Regions from separate parts of the Zea mays genome. Here region 1 is linked to region 2. A link is a contact called in public Hi-C data. All regions are on one chromosome and are shown on one strand. The core of a region is the stretch at or near the end of the contact, and the rest is flanking DNA. Distances in the headings are between cores, read along the strand shown.

What was found. A called contact is a pair of places that touch in the nucleus more often than the background predicts.
Region 1: a Hi-C map of tassel shows a contact between it and region 2, with 4 times the contacts expected there. The contact joins the enhancer-like site here to the promoter of LOC100217184 in region 2. A contact is called at or near these places in 2 of 25 Hi-C or Micro-C datasets (ear and tassel).

What each region holds. Positions count from the first base shown.
Region 1 is chr3:49,232,272-49,237,726 of Zm-B73-REFERENCE-NAM-5.0, reverse strand. It overlaps LOC100382453, which reads left to right. Exons shown (of 3, transcript NM_001175194.1): 1 at 1-198; 2 at 293-385; 3 at 471-2,153. The coding sequence ends at 566. It also overlaps a transcript of LOC100274253 not described here. Among protein-coding and RNA genes, the nearest start is that of LOC100382453, 3.5 kb to the left of the region's middle. Within about 2 kb of position 3,061, at least 10 of the 20 cell types and tissues checked have an H3K27ac peak or open chromatin away from gene starts, as enhancers often do. A contact at or near this core is called in ear and tassel, where this site is marked.
Region 2 is chr3:48,364,115-48,369,495 of Zm-B73-REFERENCE-NAM-5.0, reverse strand. LOC100217184 (Gamma carbonic anhydrase 1 mitochondrial) reads right to left here and starts at 1,534. Exons shown (of 4, transcript NM_001143544.1): 1 at 1,299-1,534. The coding sequence starts at 1,413.

The DNA of each region.
Region 1 (5,455 bases), core at 1,812-4,311, 870 kb before region 2:
GCGCTGGCGGCTGGTAACCTGCACCAGGATATGCCTCTGGGAAGACCTGGCAACAACATGACTCCCCAGGGGAAAATGGAGACCAAAAAGGCTTGTGAGGTTGCAGTCGCTACTCCATCGCTCTGCTCCGGCAATGGCGAGTCCTGGCGCGAACAAAAGAGGAAGAGTCAGGCCGAATGTTCTGCAAGTCAAGACGATGTAAGCAGAGGATCTGAGATAGGGAGTCGGTGGTATGTGGCTACGCACACCTTGTACTTACTGCTAACAATTCGTAAAAAATGGTTTTGTTCAGGATCTTGATGATGAGTCCGGTGGGATGCGAGGATCAGGCGGCAGAGGTACGAAGCGCAGCCGCACCGCGGAGGTGCACAATTTGTCCGAAAGGGTAAGCATGCAATCGGTCTCTGTACAGGCTCATTCCTGACTCTGAAGCTCGAGCTACCATTGAACTGATCGGACTGTACCTGCAGAGGAGAAGGGACAGGATCAATGAGAAAATGCGCGCCCTGCAAGAGCTCATCCCCAACTGCAACAAGGTACGACGATCCATTTCTACCATCTTTTAATTAGGCCCCGTTTGATCTGATTAGTCCCTCTATTTTAGTCACATTTAGTCCATAAATTACCAAATGGTAGGACTTAAACAGAGACTAAATTGTTCTAGTCTCTTAAGAGGTGACTAAAAAAACTAAACCATATAAATTCTACCTTTTGCCCTTCCTTTATTTCAGTTGCACTAACGACGGGCGAATGCTACGAGGTATTTTGGTTCTCTTATGATTCATTTAATCTGTTTTAAATACTTTTAGTTACTAAAACTAAACAGTGTTGTTTTAAATACTTTTAGTTACTAAAACTAAACAGTGTAGAGACTAAAAATTTAGTCTCCTAACTAAACTTTAGTCCCTGTACTAAAGTAACCAAACAACCCCTTACTTATCCGACACTTTTGAATCCCTAGGCATTTGGTAAATCGGTAGCAACAGATGCATCACCTTTCTTGCAGATTGACAAAGCCTCCATGCTGGATGAAGCGATCGAGTACCTCAAAACCCTCCAGCTTCAAGTTCAGGTGACACTAAAACCACCTAATTGGAAATGTAGCACGGTTCTTTCAGATAGATGCAAACATAAATGCACTGACAAGATGGTGGCTATCTGACACGCAGATGATGGCCATGGGAAGTGGACTGTGCATTCCTCCCATGCTGCTGCCGCGAGCCATGCAGCTGCAAATTCCTTCAATTGCTCATTTCCATCATCTCGGCATGGGATTGGGTTATGGGATGGGTGTCCTCGATATGAACAGCACAGCGGCAGTTCCATTTCAGCCCATCCCTGGTGCTCACTATACTTGTCCGATGATCCCAGGCACGCCACCACAAGGTCTTGGAATTGGAATGCCTGGCACAAACACGATGCCAGTGTTTGGACTCCCTGGGCAAGCAATCCATCCCTCAGCGTCTAGCGTACAGCCATTCCCATCGTTGGCGGGTCTTCCTGTTAGGCCAAACCTGGCACCTCAAGTCCCAGCCGTCATGGCTAACATGGTGCAGGAGCAACAGCAAGGCGTAGCGACTCAGCAGCAGCAGAGTCTGAATAATGAAGCTCAACAGAAAGCAAATACCGGAGATCCACAAATACTACAAAAATAGATGAAGAGATCTTCGCCAGTAATCAGTTTCTGGATGGTGGTGGCAACAGGACTAATACTATAGGGAGAAATGAGGCTGAAACATAAAAACGGTCAGCAAGTGCCAGTGTGTAACCTGACTCGAGCTAAACTTGACACAAATCATGGAACTTGGCAGAGCGTTATTATCCTAATAGATAACATGGCTGATGATTTTCAGGTCTCGACTAACAAGCTGCAGGTGTGAATATCAGCACCAACTCATCATGGAAGAGCTTAACGAGTTTCATGATTCACGAAGCAGATCTATCACTTGAAAAAGGTCCAATCAATCAAGATGGATTTGGTGGCGGGATGTCTAGCTTAGCGAGCTAAGATGCTCCAAAGTTTTGTGTAAAATGTAGATGGAACCTTGTTACAAGTAACATTTCTTGGCAGCGATGCCGTTTTCAGGTGTTTTTTTTTTTTGTTGCTTCACTGAAGTTTTCTTGAGTCAATATATCTTATTTTCCCAGACCTTAAGTGATCATATGCACAAAGATATCTGTGTGGCTCTGCTTTAACTCTATCTCTTCACAAATAATAATGAGCTAATAACTGTTCAGAGCTGCATCCTTAAGCAAATATGCAACCACATTATTCTGCAGATGTATGCATAGGGCCAGAAAAGCAGTAATATGAAAGTTTTGAAAATTTCCAGTAATGACACCATACTTAAATATCTTTTGAACATCAAGGAGCAGAAATGAATTAATTCACATAGATGATCTGTATAGTCAATATAATTTAGCCGAAGTTATGTTCTAGACTGCTTAGTTTGCCACAAAAAAAATAAGAATAGAAGATGTAATCCATATTCTGGTCAATCAGAGTACTACTTTAAAAAGTGTGTAGTCTTAATTTGAACACAAGCTACAGGAGAGATGTCTTAAAAAAAGGAGTTTCTGGGGAGCGTGCAAAAAAAATCTCAATCGTGAATATATTTTACCTACTTTTGATTACATGTTAGCGTCATCATGTTGACTTCAATTCTTAAAGTGTAACCTTTGTTAGCCCATCAGGAAACAAACATTAAACTATTAGTCATAATATAAATCGCATATTATACTCAACAATACTAAAATAAGTTCAGGGCCCAGCATGCAGCAAGTACAATGCAAAAATGAAAAGGTGGGGCTAAATTTTAATCTGAAATGCTGGACTTGATAAAGTCTTAAAGTACGTACATCTTTGGCCTAGAAAAAGAAAGCATGCATCACGGTGTACTGCTAGTACTAGTCATCTGCCCTGGCATTTTAATCTTATGTTTTCCATTGCACACAAATCACTCTACAGTAAACTGTGTAAGAGGATAAGCTAGTTATGGTATCTAACATTATTGTATCACTTGATGGAGGTACAGGATTGCTTTTCCCTACCTATTTTATTCGTGATGTGACATAACTTTGAAGACTGGTGTGGACAGGCATCTGATACATTCATGCATCTATGCATGTGGAGAAAGCACAAGCAAAGTCCCCTCCAATAATTCAGGTCTTATCATTCAGGACTAGGTGTTGTCGTCAGTTTTCAGGCCTATCTTCAGATCGTCCATTGATGGATCTTGATCCCCTCAAATCGAGGAAATGCTATGTGCCTTGCCAGCTTATCCTACGCCTATCTTTTCTTTTCCTCCTCTGCTTTTGTATAACAGATATTTTACTACTCCATCCCGACTTGTTCTTTTGGTCAGCAGTCAGCACCTATCCATGCCCTGATCAACTACAGTAAGGAAAATAACAGACAACGATATCTAAGAAAGGAAACACTGATGTACATATATTCAAGGACTGAAGTGGGTCCAGCAATAAAAACATCTCATGTGGTGGTAGACAGAAATAAACATGCACATGATAAGACAACTCCATTGTCTTTATTATAGATATTATTCCAGCAATACCTGGAGTTGTACTATGATGGACTCAACAACCACAATCAAGTTGCACAGTTAGGCCCTATTTGGTTCCTCTAGTCACCTTTCTAAACTTTAGGTATTAAACTTTACTCTTTAAAAACTCAGCCAGTAACACGTACCGTATAGTCATCCAAAACATTGTTTTGCACTGCAGAATGCACTGTTCATAGAATGGGGTTTGAAATAGGAGGTGAAATGGGAGATAGGATGGTTAAACTGCTAGAGATAGTCTAACAGACAGACCGCCCCCACGGGTATTATATTAAGAAGCTCAATCGGAGCCCTGACCGAGAAAGGTCACAAAAGCTGACCTCCGTATAGCATGAGGGTCCACCCCTTATATGCCAGATCTTTAAGAATATCATGTTTGATTCTAGGGACTAAAATTGACGAAAGAGCATTAACTATTGTGTATAAAAACAAGGTACCCCTTAATGCAGGTATTCTTCAGTTTGCACCACAGAAATTATAGTAACAACTCAGTTTGTAACCAAGGGTCCAACGAAGTATATCAAATAAAAATATGTTCTCTACCACGTCAAAATAAGCACTCATATTGCATATACCCTAATTTCTTTGGGAACTGCCTACATTTAGTTGAATAGCTGTATCTGCCCTGCCCTACATGTTGATGTCATGACCGATGACATTTCAAACTATGGACACCTGATAGTTTTGACTTGAATTAAATATTAGTTTGCCTAAAAGAATATAAAATAATAGTTGCACGTCGGTTGACAATAGATAATTAGAATTTGTTGAAGCATGGTATTTTGTTTAACATTTAAAAGCTACATAGACTATGTTAACTTTTTGTCAGATACTCCACCCAAATGATGGTTCGAATTTGAATACAAATCAAGCTGACACCAGCAGAAATTTGCCTCTTTCAATAAAGAATAATCTAGCAGCTAACCATAAACACTGGCCAGAAGCTGTAAAGATGGGGCTTAAACAGTTCTAACTTCTAAGAACCCTATTACTGCCTACCATAACCTCCTGGTGTGATATTAGGTTAAGGCAAGTATACGGTAGCTAGCCAAATTATCTAATTAATAAGGTATGGCCCAGCACAATTGTTTGCATGTGCTGCTTTCTTTTCATCCAGCAAAAGGGGCTCAGATAAGCATGAGTCAGTTTCAGGCTTTATGCTCTTATTTTAAGACGGATAAACTATTAGCACTAGCATTATATGTAAGTGGTAAGCGACATCTATATAAATGAAAAGGCTTTGTAATAGCTTAAAGAAGATTTCTTAACTTGGAAGCCCGATGGACTCACCAATTAAGGGCTTGTTCGGTTAGCTCTCAATCCATGTGGATTGAGTGGGATTGGATGGGTTTGAATCCCAAACAAGTCAAACTTCTTAAGAATTTTTTCCAATCCCATCCAATCCATGTGTATTGGGAATAACCGAACAAGGCCTAAATAGATTATTCATGCTTCTGGATTAAGGATTGCTGACCTCTCTCATATGGAGAAAGACTGGTCCGGAAAGGCCAGCATCATCATGAAGATAGAATAGATCTCAGACAAATCACTTATGTTGCCAATACTTAATGAGAGGCACCTGCAGATGATCCATCCATTCTTCTCCCTTTTCCATCACCATTGAGGTAGCAATGATAAGAACGGGTCACAGTTCAACAAAGACAGTTCATTTTTGTAGGAAGTCAACTTTATGAAAGGATGAACTTAAAACCTGCCACAATACAAATCAACATCACAAAGAGTGATACATTTCATTGATTCCTAAAAAACCCTATACCATTTACACAAGATTCTCCTATGATAAGATGTGTTCTTCAATTTCTCCAATAGATGCCATATACAAATATGAACCACAGATTCAGTGCACTGAAAATAAC
Region 2 (5,381 bases), core at 285-2,784:
TTCAGTTTCCTCAATAAGCCCCCCCCCCCCCCAAAATGGTAGTTATTACTTATTATATTAGAGCCAGAATTGTCCATGAACGGGTAACTGTCCTAGTCTCCTAGCTCATTGGTACACCGGTTGGACCATCTTCATACAAAAATGACATTTAGAAAAAGGGGGTAAAATGTATGACTTTAAATTTTTTGTGGATGAATTTCCTACGAAGGAAATAAGACAACCATGCTCCATGGTTACTGGGGTGAGAATGTGCATCGTTCTGCCCCTAACATCCTAGATTCAAATCATAGGTTCTACAACAAGAGTTATAGCTGAAGAGAGGTTCCAAGGGTCCAGCTAGATGGCAGACTGCTCAAAATCATCTGGTTTAACAATGTATTTTCCTGTGCAAAGAAGCTAACATGCACATACAAGATTAGGTAGAAAAATAAGAAGAAAACAGAAAACTAACAGAACCTAAAAAGGTTTAATTCCACTTGAATGATTCCCAAAAGAATAAGTTTGAGATGAGTATTCTTGAAAATCTATTATTGAAGTCCCAGCAACTCATGAAATAAACATTCCCATGCTGCCACTGAACCAGATCTACATCTACTTACGTAGAAACAGGTCTAAATGGAGACAATCAGGTCAATTCGCATTCTCTGACACAGAAAGACTTTGACAAGACCTGATAAAACCCCATAGTCCATAGAGGGAGTAATAGTACTATATTCACATTTTGGAGAGAGACTTTCTGTCCAGTTTCAAACTTGTCTGGTATACACAAACAAGGGATAGTACTATAGATACTCAACTTAATATCATCACTGAAATGATCAACAAAGCAATTTGACATCCTGCGTACTTCTAGGCCTACAAATTTCACACCACCTTACAAAACCCAATGCTACCAAAGAATGATCCACAATTCGTAAAGGTATCGTTGGCATACTCAATCATCAATCTTATCAATTCTTTTACACTTAATACCATCAGCCTCAGTGCAACACCAGTGAAAAAATGAACAAAAGAGCAGGTCCATTTCAGCTCAAATCAGTGCGCAATAAGCTAACAACACAAAACTGTAGACAATACTCGAGTGAACCAGGCTACCCTTCTTGAATAGGGGACTTACGGGCCGGACGCATAAACATAACATTTCCCTAACCGCTACTAACCCTACCCAGCAATCCCCATTCGCTCAATCCTTTCGGCCGCTCGAATCCCCTCTACGCCCGCAGTGCTCCGCTAATCGATGGACACGGGAGGGTGATTTTAGAGGAGGACAGGGTGTGCCGGAGCGCGGCGTTACTTACTCTGCTCGTGGAAGAAGTACTTGCCCTGCAGGCGGCAGCCCAGGCGGTCGAGGGCCTGGCCAGTCTCCCGGATCCAGAACCCCACCGCGTACATCGCCTTTCCCAGACCCGCCATCTCCCCGGACGGCGGCGGAGGCGGCCAAAATCGCGAATGCGCTCGTACCCTGGAGATCTCAAGGAGAGGAGACGAGGCGAGGTAAGGGAAGGAGAGGGACGGAGGCTGGGCACTGGACCTGGTGTGCTGGGGTTCGCTCGGTGGTAGAAGAACTTTACCCTTTTGCCCCCTCTGCAGAAAGTGAATTCAGAAATGTGTGACGTTGAAAAAAAACCACGAACCCCCTACATTAGGTTTTTTTGTTTTCCCCGAAATATCAAAACTTAAAAAAAAACCTTGTTCGGTAGCATGGGATGTAAAATAAAAAAATCATACTATGGATTACATTATTTATATAATAAAGTTTAAAATAGAAAATTTGTACTATAGATTATATTATTTATATACTAATCTCTTTCTATTCATTTTGACCAGTCATTTTGTTAGACAAGGGAGGGAAAGACCGTCATCCCGATTATTAAGAAAGACCGGAACATGATCCGGACCGAGAAAATCCCTGAACCCTGATCCCCATCGCTAGCGGGTTGTCACCGCCCACTCTACAACGGCCCAGCCGAAAGGTGGCGCGCAGAGACGTAAACCGAAAGCGAGTGATGCACAATGAGGAGATTTTTAAACCAAGTCAAAAAATCGTCCCCGAGGGTGATCGAAATCGAGACCTGGAGGTGCTACTCGGAAGTTTTAACCATTACGCTAGAGGTCCTTTCGCTTCAATCCACTTGTAACTAAACAAGGAGATGTTTAGATCCTCTAGATTAAGGGTTCTAAATCTCTAAAACTAAGAGTTAGCAGCTAAAATTAGCTAAAAGATTTAGAACGGTACAACAAATAAACTAGCTTGTCTATACCTATCGAATAGTTATTAGTTGTTAATTGTTCAAACCCGGCTAACAACTTATTAGTTGACTAACAATTAGCTCTAGAGGTTTAGAACAGAGCCTAAAGTTTAGTACAGGTTTTTGATGCCATTAGGAAGGATAAACATGCACTACATTATAGAACTAATTGTATAAGTCATGGCTAATTCGCGAGACAAATCTATTGAGTCTAATTAATCTATGATTAGTGCATTTTACCGTAGCAAAATATGGTCAAATCATGGATTAGTTAAACTCAATATATTTGTTTCGCAAATTAGTCATGACTTATTGTTGAGGGCGAATACCACAGGTATGACGTGGCACGGAATCAACGAGAGGCGACGAGTGTTCAAACGATTGAATATTGTATATACTCCACAAGGCCGACCATGCCTCGTCTGAACCTAGCCTCAGGCACCAACAACAAATGTTCCTTCGTCCACCCAACTCCCGACCCCACGTGGGTCTAGGAGACGAGCGCCTCCGTCTCACGGTTCCATCTCGTCCAACCCCTGTGAAAGTCGCTTAGAGGGGGGGTGAATAGGCAAATCTGAATTTTATAAACTTAAACACACACTACAAGCCGGGGTTAGCGTTAGAAATATAAACGAGTCCAAAGGAGAGGGTGAAAACAAATCACAAGCAAATGAAAGCGGATGACACGATGATTTGTTTTACCGAGGTTCGGTTCTTGCAAACCTACTCTCCGTTGAGGTGGTCACAAAGACCGAGTCTCTTTCAACCCTTTCCCTCTCTCAAACGGTCACCTAGACCGAGTGAGCCTTTCTCTTCAATCAAATGGGACACTAAGTCCACTACAAGGACCACCACAACTTGGTGTCTCTTGTTTTGATTACAAGTGAGTTGAACACAAGAAAGAAGGAAGAAGAAAAGCAATCCAAGCGCAAGAACTCAAATGAACACAATTGTCTCTCTCGCTAGTCACTATTTAATTGGAATGATCTTTGGACTTGGGAGAGGATTTGATCTCTTTGTTTGTGTCTTGGAATGAAGTCTAGAGCTCTTGTATGAGGTTTGATGGTTGAAAACTTGGATGCATTGAAGTGTGGTGGTTGGGGGTATTTATAGCCCCAACCACCAAGTTGACTATTGGTGGAGGCTGCTGTCGTATGGTGCACCGGACAGTCCGGTGCGCCATCGGACACTGTCTGGTATGCCAGCCACGTCACCCGACCGTTAGGGTTCGACCGTTGGAGCTTCTGACTTCTTGGCCACCGGACAGGCACTATTCACTGTCCGGTGCGCCTTCTGGCGCTGCTCTGACTTCTGCGCGCGCAGGCACGTACTGTTCACTTTTACTGTACCGTTGCAGACGACCGTTGGCGCTGTGTAGCCGTTACTCCGCTGGCACACCGGACAGTCCGGTGCTACACCGGACAGTCCGGTGAATTATAGCGGAGCGACTCCTAGAATTCCCGAAGGTGACAAGTTCAGACTGGAATTCCCTGGTGCACCGGACACTGTTCGGTGGTGCACCGGACAGTCCGGTGCGCCAGACCACGGCTGCCTTTGGGTTGTCTTTTGCTCTTTTTATTTGAACCCTTTCTTGGTCTTTTTATTGGTTTGTTGTGAACCTTTGGCACCTATAAAACTTATAATCTAGAGCAAACTAGTTAGTCCAATTTTTTTGTGTTGGGCAATTCAACCACCAAAATTCATATAGGAAAAGGTGTAAGCCTATTTCCCTTTCAATCTCCCCCTTTTTGGTGATTGATGCCAACACAAACCAAAGCAAATATAAAAGTGCAGAATTGAACTAGTTTGCATAAGGTAAGTACAAAGGTTGCTTGGAATGAAACCAATAATTAATTCTACTAGATATGCATGGATAGCTTTCTTCTTATTAAAATTTTGGACCACGCTTGCACCACTTGTTTTGTTTTGCAAATGTTTTGGAAATTCTTTTCAAAGTTTTTTGCAAATAGTCAAAGGTATATGAATAAGATTTTGAGAAAAATTTTCAAGATATGAAATTTTCTCTCCCGGTTTCAAATGCTTTTCCTTTGACTAAACAAAACTCCCCCTTAATGAAATCCTCCTCTTAGTGTTCAAGATGGTTTTAGATATTAATTTTGAAGAGGGTATACCAATTAAAATTATATCAAAAATAAGATACCAATTGAAAAATCTTTTCTTAGCACAAATTTGAAAGACAACATTTTTGAAATTGGTGGTGGTGCAGTCCTTTTGCTTTGGGCTAATACTTTCTCCCCCTTTGGCATGAATCGCCAAAAACGGATACTTGTGAGTGAAATATAAGCCCTTTCAAACTTTCTCCCCCTTTGGTAAATAATATAGGAGTGAAGATTATACCAAATTGGAGAGCGTTGTGGAGCGACGACGAAGGATGAATAATTCGATGGAGTGGAGTGGAAGCCTTTTGTCTTTGTCGAGGACTCCATTTCCCTTTCAATCTATGACTTAGCATAATATGCACTTGAAAACACATTAGTCATAGCACATGAAAGAGATATGATCAAAGGTATATAAATGAGCTATGTGTGCAAAATATCAATCAAAATTCCTAGAATCAAGAATGTTTAGCTCATGTCTAAGTTTGGTAAATGTTTTCTCATCTAGTGGCTTGGTAAAGATATCGGCTAATTGTTCTTTGGTGTTAATATAAGCAATCTTGATATCCGCCCGTTGTTGGTGATCCCTCAAAAAGTGATACCGAATGGCTATGTATTTAGTGCGGCTGTGCTCAACGGGATTATCTGCCATGTGGATTGCACTCTCATTATCACATAGGAGAGGAACTTTGGTTAATTTGTAACCATAGTCCCTAAGGGTTTGCCTCATCCAAAGCAATTGCGCGCAACAATGGCCTGCGGCAATATACTCGGCTTCGGCGGTAGAAAGAGCTACAAAATTTTGTTTCTTGGAAGCCCAAGACACCAGAGATCTTCCCAAGAACTGGCAAGTCCCTGATGTGCTCTTTCTATCAATCTTACACCCTGCCCAATCAGCATCGGAATAACCAATTAAATCAAAAGTGGATCCCCTGGGGTACCAAAGGCCAAACTTAGGAGTGTAAACTAAATATCTCAAGATTTGTTTTACGGCCCTAAGGTGAACTTCCTTAGG